Regions from separate parts of the Xenopus laevis genome. Here region 2 is linked to region 1. A link is a contact called in public Hi-C data. All regions are on one chromosome and are shown on one strand. Each heading gives the region's core, a stretch centred on a gene start, on an enhancer-like site or on the middle of the called end of the contact. The rest is flanking DNA. Distances are from core to core; before and after follow the strand shown.

Region 1 (5,999 bases), core at 1,611-4,110:
CAGTGCACCCATTCACTTCTCTAGAAGAAATCTTTAGTTTAACTAAATATCTATTTATTTAGGAGGGGGATACTGCTTCAGTATAAATGACCATCATGAAAAAATGTTTCAGCATCATAATTTTAAAGCATTGTCCACTATCTCACCTTACAGTGCGAATGATGAAGTATAGCACAGCAAGCAATGAGATTCCAATCAACACATAAAATGCCCTCTGAACCATCTGCATGTTGGCCCCAAAGAAATTCTCCTGGACATTGAGCTTTGCGGTTGTGTTCTGTGAATTATACTTTGTGGTAAAGTCGGCAATGTGAGATGGGGTTGTGCTGTTTGAACCAAAAGAATCCACTAGTCTCCCAACCACAAGAAAAATGAAAATACTGGCAATGAACCACATCTGCAACAACAAAACCAGATAATAGGAAATCAATGTACCAAAGCTTACCGTGTACAGGTTTCAGGGTTTCCAAGAATGAACAGATGAGAGAGGCGGCAGGGCAAAAAGTCAAAGAAAGCACAAGCCTATTGTGAAGAATGAAGCAAGATTGAGGTAGTGGAGAGATGATTAAATAAATCAATAAATAAAAGAACTGAAAGATGAATTAGGAAGAGAAAGACAGTAGCTTTTACCTTTACCTTCTGTAGACACATATTTTTACCTTTACCTTCTGTAGACACATATTTAAATTTTCACAAACATGAAGATTTTAGATGGGCTTATTTAAAGCACAAGTTTTACCTCTGGCCTGGCCCTCTGCCTTGACTTCCTGTGTGCTCCATAAAACTGGCAGAAAGGCTAGGGTTCCAGCAAAAATGTTTTTAATGAAAAAAGTTTTTATTGAAAAATCAATTTGAGCTGTTAACACACATTTATTAAAATTTTGCACCACTAGATCTGTACTGTCACTGCCATGACAGCAGATAAGTCATCATTATGAAGTGATTAAAGGGCACCTGTTGGCCAAAAATAATTTCCCCTAACAAAAGTATGGGTTAATAGAGCCTGCACTCCGGTTGAGGGTAATAGTAGTTTTCTAAAAAAAAAAAATTGCCCCACCAAAAATGAAATGTTGTGCAAAGCACATGCTTTAAGAACTACCATTACCCCCAGCCGGATTGCAGGCTCTATTAGCCTACACCCTGGGCCTTGGTGGGGGAAAATATTTTCGGCCAACAGGTGCCCTTAAAGGAAGATAACCCCTCTTTATAAAAAGGAGTTCAAATGTATGGCAGTAAAAAGGAAAGTTTGGCTGCAGCATTGAGCCTGCTGATGTCATTGCTATAGGTCACTTTGAACTGAATGACAAGAAAACTGTGATGAGTAACCCCAGACCGAAAATTAATATTGAATAAGTCCTAGTTTGATCAACTTTTTTTAATGAAATGGGATTACCCCGTATTGTAAAACAGAAAGATATTATAATTGACCATATAAAGGCGTAAGGAGTGTACTTGTCCAGGTAATGGATAACTCTACAGCGATTTAATGTTCTTATATTTTACTACAGGGAGGGGGGACATTATGTGTTATCATACACAAATTTTAGTGAGCCATGTGAAAAATTACATACGGTAATACCTGGTGACATCACTAGGCAAAGATTTATTACGATGTAATACACAAGGGTCTTGAATATTCCATAAATATAGAATTATCCTTATAAATGGTGCTTAGTGATGTAATTCCTGTCAATTTCACTGAAACTCGTGCATTATAATAAATTATGTACCCCCATTGTAAAATATGAAGATATTAGAAGTCACCGCGGAGTTCCAGGCATTTACCTTGGTGCTTCTATATGGTCATTGAACTTATAATATCCTTATAATACACAGGAGCCATTAATGTCCTGTAAATGATATCCCTAAAACGGTGTTTAGTGATGCCATTGGTTATAAACGGTGCTCAGTGATGTGATTTCTGTCACATGACTGAAAATTTGTATTAGAATAAACAATGTAGCCCTTGGAAACTATGAGGGTATTAAAAGTCACCTCTTGAGTTCCATGACCTGCAAAAATCACTGTGCTTTTGGCGTTGTGCGTTTATATGGTCATGAAGCTCCTCAGTAACTTTTTAATATCCTTATACAGGTACAATATTCCCTATACATGATTTACTGGATATTCCTGTATCTTTTTATAAAGGATCTAGAACAAGGCACAATAAGATTTCTATGGCTACCAGACAGCTCAAAGATTCCTTCCATATACGTCTTTGTATGAAGCACTTTAATAAGATCCAGCCTACAGACATGAGCTATATTATCCAGTCAGCTATAATCACTAGGCAGTTTTTGGTTACAAATACGATTTTAGTCAAGTGTAAACTATTTCTGTTCTGTTTACCTTTGTATAACACTGGGTAGTTTATACTGGAAGTAGGGAGTATGCTAGACTGTGGCCTTCCCTGTTCCCAATAGACTGGGTTCTAGCCAATTGCACTGTGTATATACAGCGATGCCCACTAAAATCTACGGAAGGCGAAAAGGAATAACAGCTGATAAAACGGAACTAACTTACAGTAGGCCGTCAGTAGCTAAATAACAACGGGAGACCACAAACACCCGTCCCCGTTTAGAGACACTGCAGCGCCTTATCCAACTCACCTTACAATCGAGAAGCACCCAAACTGCTTTACTCCACCTGGTCCCAGAATTGGTGTCACCAATCACTTCCGGCTTTTGTTCCGCCCACACGGCGACGTCACCGCACACAGGAAGCTGACTAAGGGAAGAGCCGAAGAAATTAAGAGTGCGTGGTTTATGGTATATGAGGAAGTGGAAGTTCAAAGCTGCTGTTTGCTTAAAAGAATGTTTTAGATCTATATCTCCAAATGCTCCGTTTGTAGAAAACCACCATTATTAGTAACAGAGTGACTCTGAATTGTTCTTTACTGAAATATTCACCCGTTCTTGCTACCCCATCAAACTTTGTACTCTGCAGAATAAGTACTCCTCTGCCGCCATAAAAAATAGGGAATGTGCTTTAGACTGTAACCCTAATTTGTGACACAAGGGCAGATTCAGTGAGATTTAGTCGCCTGGCGACTTATCACCTCTTCTTCTGGGCGACAATTTCCCCGAACTGCCTTCGCATGTCTTCCCGTCCGCTATAATGAAAAGTCGCCTAAAGCACATGCGGCTAGTCGTTTATCGAAGTTGCCTCACGGGGAAATTTCGGGCGACTTCGGAGAACGAAGTGCCGCGTGTGCTTTACACAGCACATGCGACTTTTCATTTAACGGACAGGAAGACATGCAAAGGCAGTTCGGGGAGATTGTCGCCCTGAAGAAGAGGTGATAAGTCGCCAGGCGACTAAATCTCACCGAATCTGCCCTTGTGTCACAAGCCTAAACAGTCAGTATTTGTTTGTAACATGTATGTTTGATGTATATATCCCAGTAACACCCCATGTAATGCGTTTTAAAGGGATCATGTCATTAGAAAACATGTTTTTTTTTCAAAATGCATCAGTTAATATTGCTACTCCAGCAGAATTCTGCACTGAAATCCATTTCTCAAAAGAGCAAACAGATTTTTTTTATATTCAATTTTGAAATCTGACATGGGGCTAGACATTTTGTCAATTTCCCAGCTGCCTTAGTCATGTGACTTGTGACTGCACTTTAGGAGAGAAATGCTTTCTGGCAGGCTGCTGTTTTTCCTTCTCAATGTAACTGAATGTGTCTCAGTGGGACATGGGTTTTTACTATTTAGTGTTGTTCTTAGATCTACCAGGCAGTTGTTTTTCTTGTGTTAGGGAGCTGTTATCTGGTTACCTTCCCATTGTTCTTTTGTTTGGCTGCTGGGGGGGGGAAGGGAGGGGGGTGATATCACTCCAACTTGCAGTACAGCAGTAAAGAGTGATTGAAGTTTATCAGAGTCACATGACTTGGGGCAGCTGGGAAACTGACAATATGTCTAGCCCCATGTCAGATTTCAAAATTGAATATAAAAAAATCTGTTTGCTCTTTTGAGAAATGGATTTCTGTGCAGAATTCTGCTGGAGCAGCACTATTAACTGATTCATTTTGAAAATTTTTTTTTTCCCACAACAGTATCCCTTTTATAAAAAATAACATTAAGGAACGGTTAAAACTAAGTAAGCCTTATCAGAATGGTACCAGTAAACCCTCAAAGTAGTGCTGCTCTGAGTCCTCTGTCAAAAGAAGAGCTGCATTTCTTCTATTGTGTACACATGGGCTTCTGTATCAGACGTCCTGCCTTCAGCTTAAACCTCCTTGCCCCGGGCTAGAGCATGCTCAGTTTGCTCCTCTCCCCCCCCCTCCCTTCTCTGCTATAATCTGAGCCAGGGAGAGGGTGAGCAGGGAGAGACTTAGGCAGGAAGTGATTTCACACCAAGCTAATACTGCAGCTGCTATCCTAAACAAACAGCACTTCTAGAGCTTTTTACTCCTTGCCCCGGGCTAGAGCATGCTCAGTTTGCTCCTCTCCCCCCCCCCTTCTCTGCTATAATCTGAGCCAGGGAGAGACTCAGGCAGGAAGTGATGTCACACCAAGCCAATACTGCAGCTGCTATCCTAAACAAACAGCGCTTCTAGAGATTTTTACTCAGATATGGTAAAACATTCTACAGAATAAATATAGCATTTTAGCTTGCACTATTGCAGCTAATCTATTGGCAAAATAATGCCTCCATAGCTTTCCTTCTCCTTTAAGAATGCTTCAGTTGTTGCCATGGTTGGGTTGCTGGAGGGTTTGGCCAGTCTGATTTTCACATTCTTTTTTACTATGTTTAACAATGGACTGGACCAGGAAAAACAGTATTGTCAGTAACATAGTACAGTACAGTAGCATGGGACAGTCTAAAATGCTCTGTGTGCCAGTATCGTAGGATGCCAACAAGTCTGTAGCGTAATTGTAAGAAGATAAAGCTTATTGTGTGAGATACTCTCACACCCAAGGGTGTCAGCAGAAAAGTTTCTGGGGGGGGGGCAGGTAAGCATAAAAAAGTATAAATAAACATTTTGTGGTGTTTGTAATGAAATTTACAAACAATTTTTTGGAACTAGCTGGAGAGGTGGCAACTGCCCCCTTCTTCAGACACATACCTCTCAACATTCAAAAAATGGAAAGAGGGACAAATGTTTTATGTGTTACAACAGTTTTGCTAATGAAAGTGAATTGCCCCTTAAGCTGCTAGTCTAAGTTTTCTCAAGAAACCTGCTTATCTTAAATAGTTACAATTGTATCTTTGCTTATCTTAAATTGTTACAAAAGTATCCAAGTGCAGCTGCTGAGTTTTCTGGGCTCTCTGCAAAAAAAACTCTTATTTTAATTAAGTTTCAGAAACTTTGTATCTTTTTCTCGCATCAGTGCAGGAGATCAAAGAGAAAGTCGGTAAATCTCAGCAAGAAATCCAAGACTGCGGGCTGAGCTGTCACAATATGGACTGTCCCGCAGAAAGGTCCACCCATGTTCACCAGTGATATGCGGGTCGCGCGGACCTCAGCACCCCGAGGGAGGGGAGAGTGACGGAGGGTGACAAGAGGGAGAGGAGAGTGACGGAGGGGAGGGTGACAGGAGGGAGGGGAGATCGACAGATGGGAGGGTGATAGATGGAAGGAAGGGAAGTAAGACTGAGGGATGCGAATACGGACTAGGGGTAGGCAGAAAATAATTTTAGAGGTAGCTGCCCAGCATTCCCCTATCATTGCGCCCAAGGCAGCTGCCTCTTCTGCCTACCCCTAGTTCCGGCCCTGCTCCCCAATCATGACTTTCCGCTACCGGAGTCCTGCTTCTGTTTTTATAGGCGTGCTATTGCCCCAACCCTTTTATGACATCATCCTTGGGCCTATGTCAGGTGCGGGTCAAAAAAAAAAACCAAAAAAACTCGACCTGCACTTCACTAATCATGCCTGCTCTGAGAAGCTGTTCTCTAGAAAGTTTTTAGGTGAATATGGATAATGCCCAAAAGATAACTGTACTTCTAATATAAGAATTGTAAAATAAATACTTTAAAAAATCAACCCTTTG
Region 2 (5,437 bases), core at 1,623-4,122, 69 kb after region 1:
AATAACTTGAATCTGAAAAGACTCCAGCTAAAACCTGTCGCGGGCATGTAGAAGTCAGTGGCAGAGGTCCCTTGAACCATTTGAAGATGTTTGCCGACTTTATGATGTTCTGGGGTTTTTTTGGTACGTTTTGCTTGAAAACTCGATTCATTCAAGCTTTTTTTCCAGGGAAAACTCGATAAATTAGAGTATTTGGTTTTTTCACCCCGAATGCACTGATTCGAGTTCTTTACATTCAAGTTTTTTCATAAATTAGAAAAAAACATTCTAGTTGTGAGTTTATTCAACTTATAATTGAATAAACTTTATGGCGCTATATAAATACATGTTAATGAAAATAATAGAATACAGGTATGGGACCTGTTATCCAGAATGCTTGGGACCTGTTATCCAGAATGCTTGGGACCTGGGGCTTTCTGGATAACAGATCTTTCTGTAATTTGGATCTTCTTACCTTAAGTCTACTAGAAAAACAAGTAAATATTAAATAAACCCAATAGGCTGATTTTGCCTCCAATGAGGATGAATTATATCTTAGTTGGGATCAAGTACAAGCTACTGTTTTATTATTACAGAGAAAAAGGAAATATTTTTGAAAATTTGGATTATTTGGATAAAATGGAGTCTATGGGAGACAGCCTTTCGGCAATTCGGAGCTTTCTGGATAACAGGTTTCCGGATAAAGGATCCCAAACCTGTACCAGACATAGGATCTGGGTAAGGCTGCCCAAGCCCAGTCCATGAGGTATACCAACAGGCCAAACATAGTTCAGCACCTACAAAAAAATGATGAGATTGCATTTACCAGAGGTACCACCTAGGCTGGGGGAGAGCAGGTCTATGTAGGGTAGGGGTTTTTATTAGAAAGGGTTTGGTTTTCCAGTCGTTGCTAAATAATGCAACTCTCTGTTGGTGCAAATTAAATAGTTTATGCATGCACACTTGTATGTCGATATGTTGTACAGGCAAACATGTTCTGTAAGTAGCCATGTAGTATGATGATTTAATGTCTCCTGTATAAAAGTGATGTAATACCAACCAGATGGTAGTGGCTTAAACTAAAGCATCACATTTAAAACTGACACTTATTACATTCTGAATTTCTGTTTAAATATGTAAATGCTTTCTGCATGTCTGCACACTGCTTTCTCATTATTCCTTATGGGAGCAGTTGTTTTCTGGTGCTCCATACTAAAAGTACAGTGATTAAAAAAAAAAAAAAAGTGCAACCTGGGGATATGGGTTCTGTTAATGCTTATTATCACATATTTATAAAGTGAAAACATATTCTGCATCTCCCTACAATAAATGGAACACTGGACATACAGATTTACATACAAAGCAGCCAGTAACTAATACAAGAGGTAAAGAAGGCCCTGCCCAAACCTTTAAAGGGGTTGTTCACCTTAATGTACTTTTAGCAAGATGTAGAGATTGATATTCTGAGACAATTTGCAGCTGGTCTTCATTTTTATGTGTGTTTTTTTAATTTGTTCAGCATCTCTTCAGTTTGGAATGTTGGCAGCTACCTGGTTGCTAGGATCCAATATTACATTAGCAACCAGGCAGTGGTATTGAGAGAAAGGAGAGACCTGAATAGAAAGATAAGTAATAAAACGTAACAATAATAATAAAATTGTAGCCTCGCAGAACAAAGATGGAAAGAAGAGGAGAAATAATTCAGAAACGATACCAACAAATATTCAAAAGTTGCTAACAATTGGCCATCTGTACCTGATTAGGTACATATTTAATTTGTCAATCATATATTCCCTTCATCATCTCTATAGCATAGCAAATCAATTTGACTTTTCAGACTGCACCTCTCTGATGTTACCACATCCCTCCTCACTCTTCACTGATGATAATCTGATGTAGCCTGTACTTGGGTCTTTCTGGCACATATATGTACATTATGTTTTGGGCTTTTATACCAGCCCAAGGCAACCACAGCCCTTCAAGTGCCTTCTAGTACCTCCAACTTCTCTGTTTTTAAAGGAACAGTAACACCAAAAACTGAAAGTAAATCAAAGTAATTAAAATAGTATTTACTGTTGGTCTGCACTGGTAAAACCGCCCCCATGGCTACAAAGTAGTTTATTTATATAAACTATAGAATTCTTTCTGAAGCAAACACACAGCTTTTACCAGCGCATGCTAACAGTATATTATATTTTAATTACTTTAAAACGCTTTCAGTGTAACTATTCCTTCAATATCCCAATGTGTTTTACATGTTGATTGAAACATGCAATACAACATACAAGGCATTTTACCGTTGCAATCTGTGGGTTCTGGCACATGCCAAAGGAGCTGCTGTAAATTGCCACAGACAGTCACTGTTTAGTGGGCTGATATTGGGCCTCTGTGTACTTGAAATGTCAGGGCCTATATTGATTCTCAGTCCAGACCTGCAGCAGAGCTCTGCTTGTGAGTGTTTAGATGCCTTCTTTTTTTTTTTTAAATAAGACTTGACTATAATGTAAGCAAATTGTGACAATATTATAACAGTAAAAAAAGTAATAACAGCAAATATTAATTTTATTCTTCTTATTTTGTATGTGAGGATTACCATAGTTGTTTCTGCTCTGGTTCGGTTCTGTTTTCTTTGAGTTCTTTATTATAATTGTAATTGACAAAATGATTTACATACATCCATGTGTGTTAATTATGTTTTACCTTTTGCTGTACTCCTGTATGAAAACCAATAAAAACTATAATTGAAAAGAAATCTGTTTTGCAGTTAAAGATTTGTCAGTATCTTCAGCTGTTCTAGCATAGTTTCCTGAATCCTCCCCCAGCCGAAGCTATAAACAGTTAATGCAGCGGTGGGGGCAGGGTGGCTTTGTTGTTGCTGAAAGCAAACGAGTCCTACCCTGTTGTTGATTCCTCAGGGCATAAGCCTTATTCCCCTCCCCGATCTGAAAATAATCTCAGTTGTTGCTGAGAACACAAACTGTTCTTTAATATTAAAAGTAAACCTATGAAGTATGGGATAACTAAATTTGACAATACCTTGCCTTGTAACCTTATTAAATATATCGCTAGAAAGTGGTTCATTTGAAAATATGAAGGCAAACACTAGGTAGATTTGCATCTGGCCACTATTCCAGAGCAACCAATCATTTTTTTTTTTGCTTTCATTGTTCTACCGACAGCTGGCTGAACAAAGCCTAATTGCTGATTGGTTGCTATGAGTTACTGGCCATGTGCAAATGCGCCTAGTATTTGTAAATGAGCCTGATTATCTGCAGTTTATGCATCACAAAAGTGTTAAAAGAATTCTAAACAGTTAAATATAAAAGTAAACCTGAATATAAAAGTTTGTCAATTAATGCAACCAGTAGCATAACCAAGGTAGACCCCCCTAAAAATAACTCATCCCCAAGGAATCGCAGAGGATTTATGTAAATGCACACAAAATCACTGTACACCCACAATTTTGATTGTGGGTGACCCAGGAACTTGTAATCTATTACAGGCCCCCTGCTCCCCCAGGCTCCCTGCTTTGAGGCCACTGAGAGCAACATCCAAAGTGTTGGCGAGCAAGCCACTAACTGGAGATCACTGCTCTATAGTTACACCACTGAAAGCAACTTTCCAGTATATGTAATTTTTTATGTAAAATCAGTATCTGTCCCTTGGTGTTTACTAAAGGGAAACCTTTATGAATAAACTTCAGATTATGTAAATAATGAAATTTACTAAAAGAAGTATGCACTGTTTCTGAAATAATCAAATTACTTGTCACTTTCCAGTGGATAGCAAACTATTATCTAAGGCAGTGATCCCCAGCCAGGGTTTGTGAGCAAAATATTGTGCTTATTTTTGCATTCTTGGCTTAGGGCTCTTACACATGAGCGTTTTTACCTGCGCTCCCCTGCGTTCCGTTTTTCGGCGTTCAGCCGCAGGGGAGCGCAGGAATAGATGCATTTAATTATTTCAAATGGGGCTGTACTCACACAGGCGCATGTAGGCGCCGAACGCAGGAAAAATGCAGCATGTTGCGTCTCAACCTGCGTTCGGCGCCTACATGCGCCTGTGTGAGTACAGCCCCATTTGAAATAATTAAATGCGTCTATTCCTGCGCTCCCCTGCGGCTGAACGCCGAAAAACGGAACGCAGGGGAGCGCAGGTAAAAACGCTCATGTGTAAGAGCACTTTGAGGCAAGTTTTGGCTGCATAAAAACAGACGTACTGCCAAACAGAGCCTCCTTTAGACTCCCAGTCCACATAGGAGCTACCAAATAGCCAATCACAGCCCTTATTTGGCACCCCCTAGGAACATTTTTCATGCTTGTGCGTCCCCAACTCTTTTTACAGTTTGAAAGTGGCTCACGGGTAAAAAAAAGATTGGGTACCCCTGATCTAAGGCAATCTAAGATTAAGCTTATACTAGGATATTTTATCTAGAATGCGTAGGATTTGGGATTTTCTGCATAAGAGATATTTCCATAATTTGGATCTCCATATCTTACATATCAGACAGCCCAGAATACATGGCAGCCGCAGGTGCACTTTTGTAACAATTTAAGATAAGCAAAGAAAAAATTGTAACAATTTAAGATTGGGGAAACTGTCTTGCAGCTTAAAGGGCAATTCACTGTCATTAGCAAAACTAATAACACATAAAATCCATAGAAATGTGTTCAAACTTTCATAACCCGCCAAATTATGTAAAATGAATATGGTAATTAGGGGGGTATGGTCACAAAATGGGCGTGGTCAAAATTTTCGTCACACTCCACTCCACAAATCTTTTTGTCCCTCTTTCTATTTCGAAAATGTTGGGAGGTATGATAATGGTGTCTATGGGAGATGGCCTCCCTTTAATTCAGAGCTTTCTGGATTACCAGGTAACGCATCACATACCTGTACTACAATTTTTTATAATGATAGTTCCCCTTTCACTGCTGGAGCTCACTTCGTGTACCACCAGGGTTGCCAGATATAATTTTAAACTCCAAAGGCACTCACAAAACCTTTTTACTCCAAATATGCATGCATCATGTCTTCTGGATAATTTGATGCCACATAAACATTTGATTATACAACTGGTATATAGATACTGCAAAATCCAAACAGTGCAAATGAATTTCCATGGCTGATGCTCAGCCCTGAAAGCAATATATATACTGCCTGTGTTTTATGCATCTCAAAAGCCAGAACATTATATAAAAAGTTCAGGTAATACCACAAACCCTATGCTTTTGGAAAGTAGAGGTTGTAAAAAATTCACAGTGGGCAAATGTCTCAACAACTGGAATGTACTGGAATGATTTTTGGAAAAATAGCTTAAAATTTGACCAAACATCATAGCATGGATGCAGTGGATTTATTTGTAAACTCAGGCCAAGAATCAGCTGATCCGCTGAACTGAACTCTGCTTCCGTGTGTGTATTAAAGGCACTGCATCAGCTTGTATGCATGGAGCAAA

The links. A called contact is a pair of places that touch in the nucleus more often than the background predicts.
Region 2: a Hi-C map of the XTC cell line shows a contact between it and region 1, with 2.4 times the contacts expected there. The contact joins the enhancer-like site here to the promoter of fam174c.L in region 1. A contact is called at or near these places in 2 of 4 Hi-C or Micro-C datasets (the XL177 cell line and the XTC cell line).

Annotation. Positions count from the first base shown.
Region 1 is chr1L:108,706,045-108,712,043 of Xenopus_laevis_v10.1, forward strand. It overlaps fam174c.L (protein FAM174C), which reads right to left and starts at 2,861. Exons shown (of 4, transcript XM_018269173.2): 1 at 2,610-2,861; 2 at 147-397. The coding sequence starts at 397.
Region 2 is chr1L:108,774,774-108,780,210 of Xenopus_laevis_v10.1, forward strand. No RefSeq gene overlaps it. Among protein-coding and RNA genes, the nearest start is that of LOC108696040, 3.9 kb to the right of the region's middle. Within about 2 kb of position 2,873, at least 3 of the 7 cell types and tissues checked have an H3K27ac peak or open chromatin away from gene starts, as enhancers often do.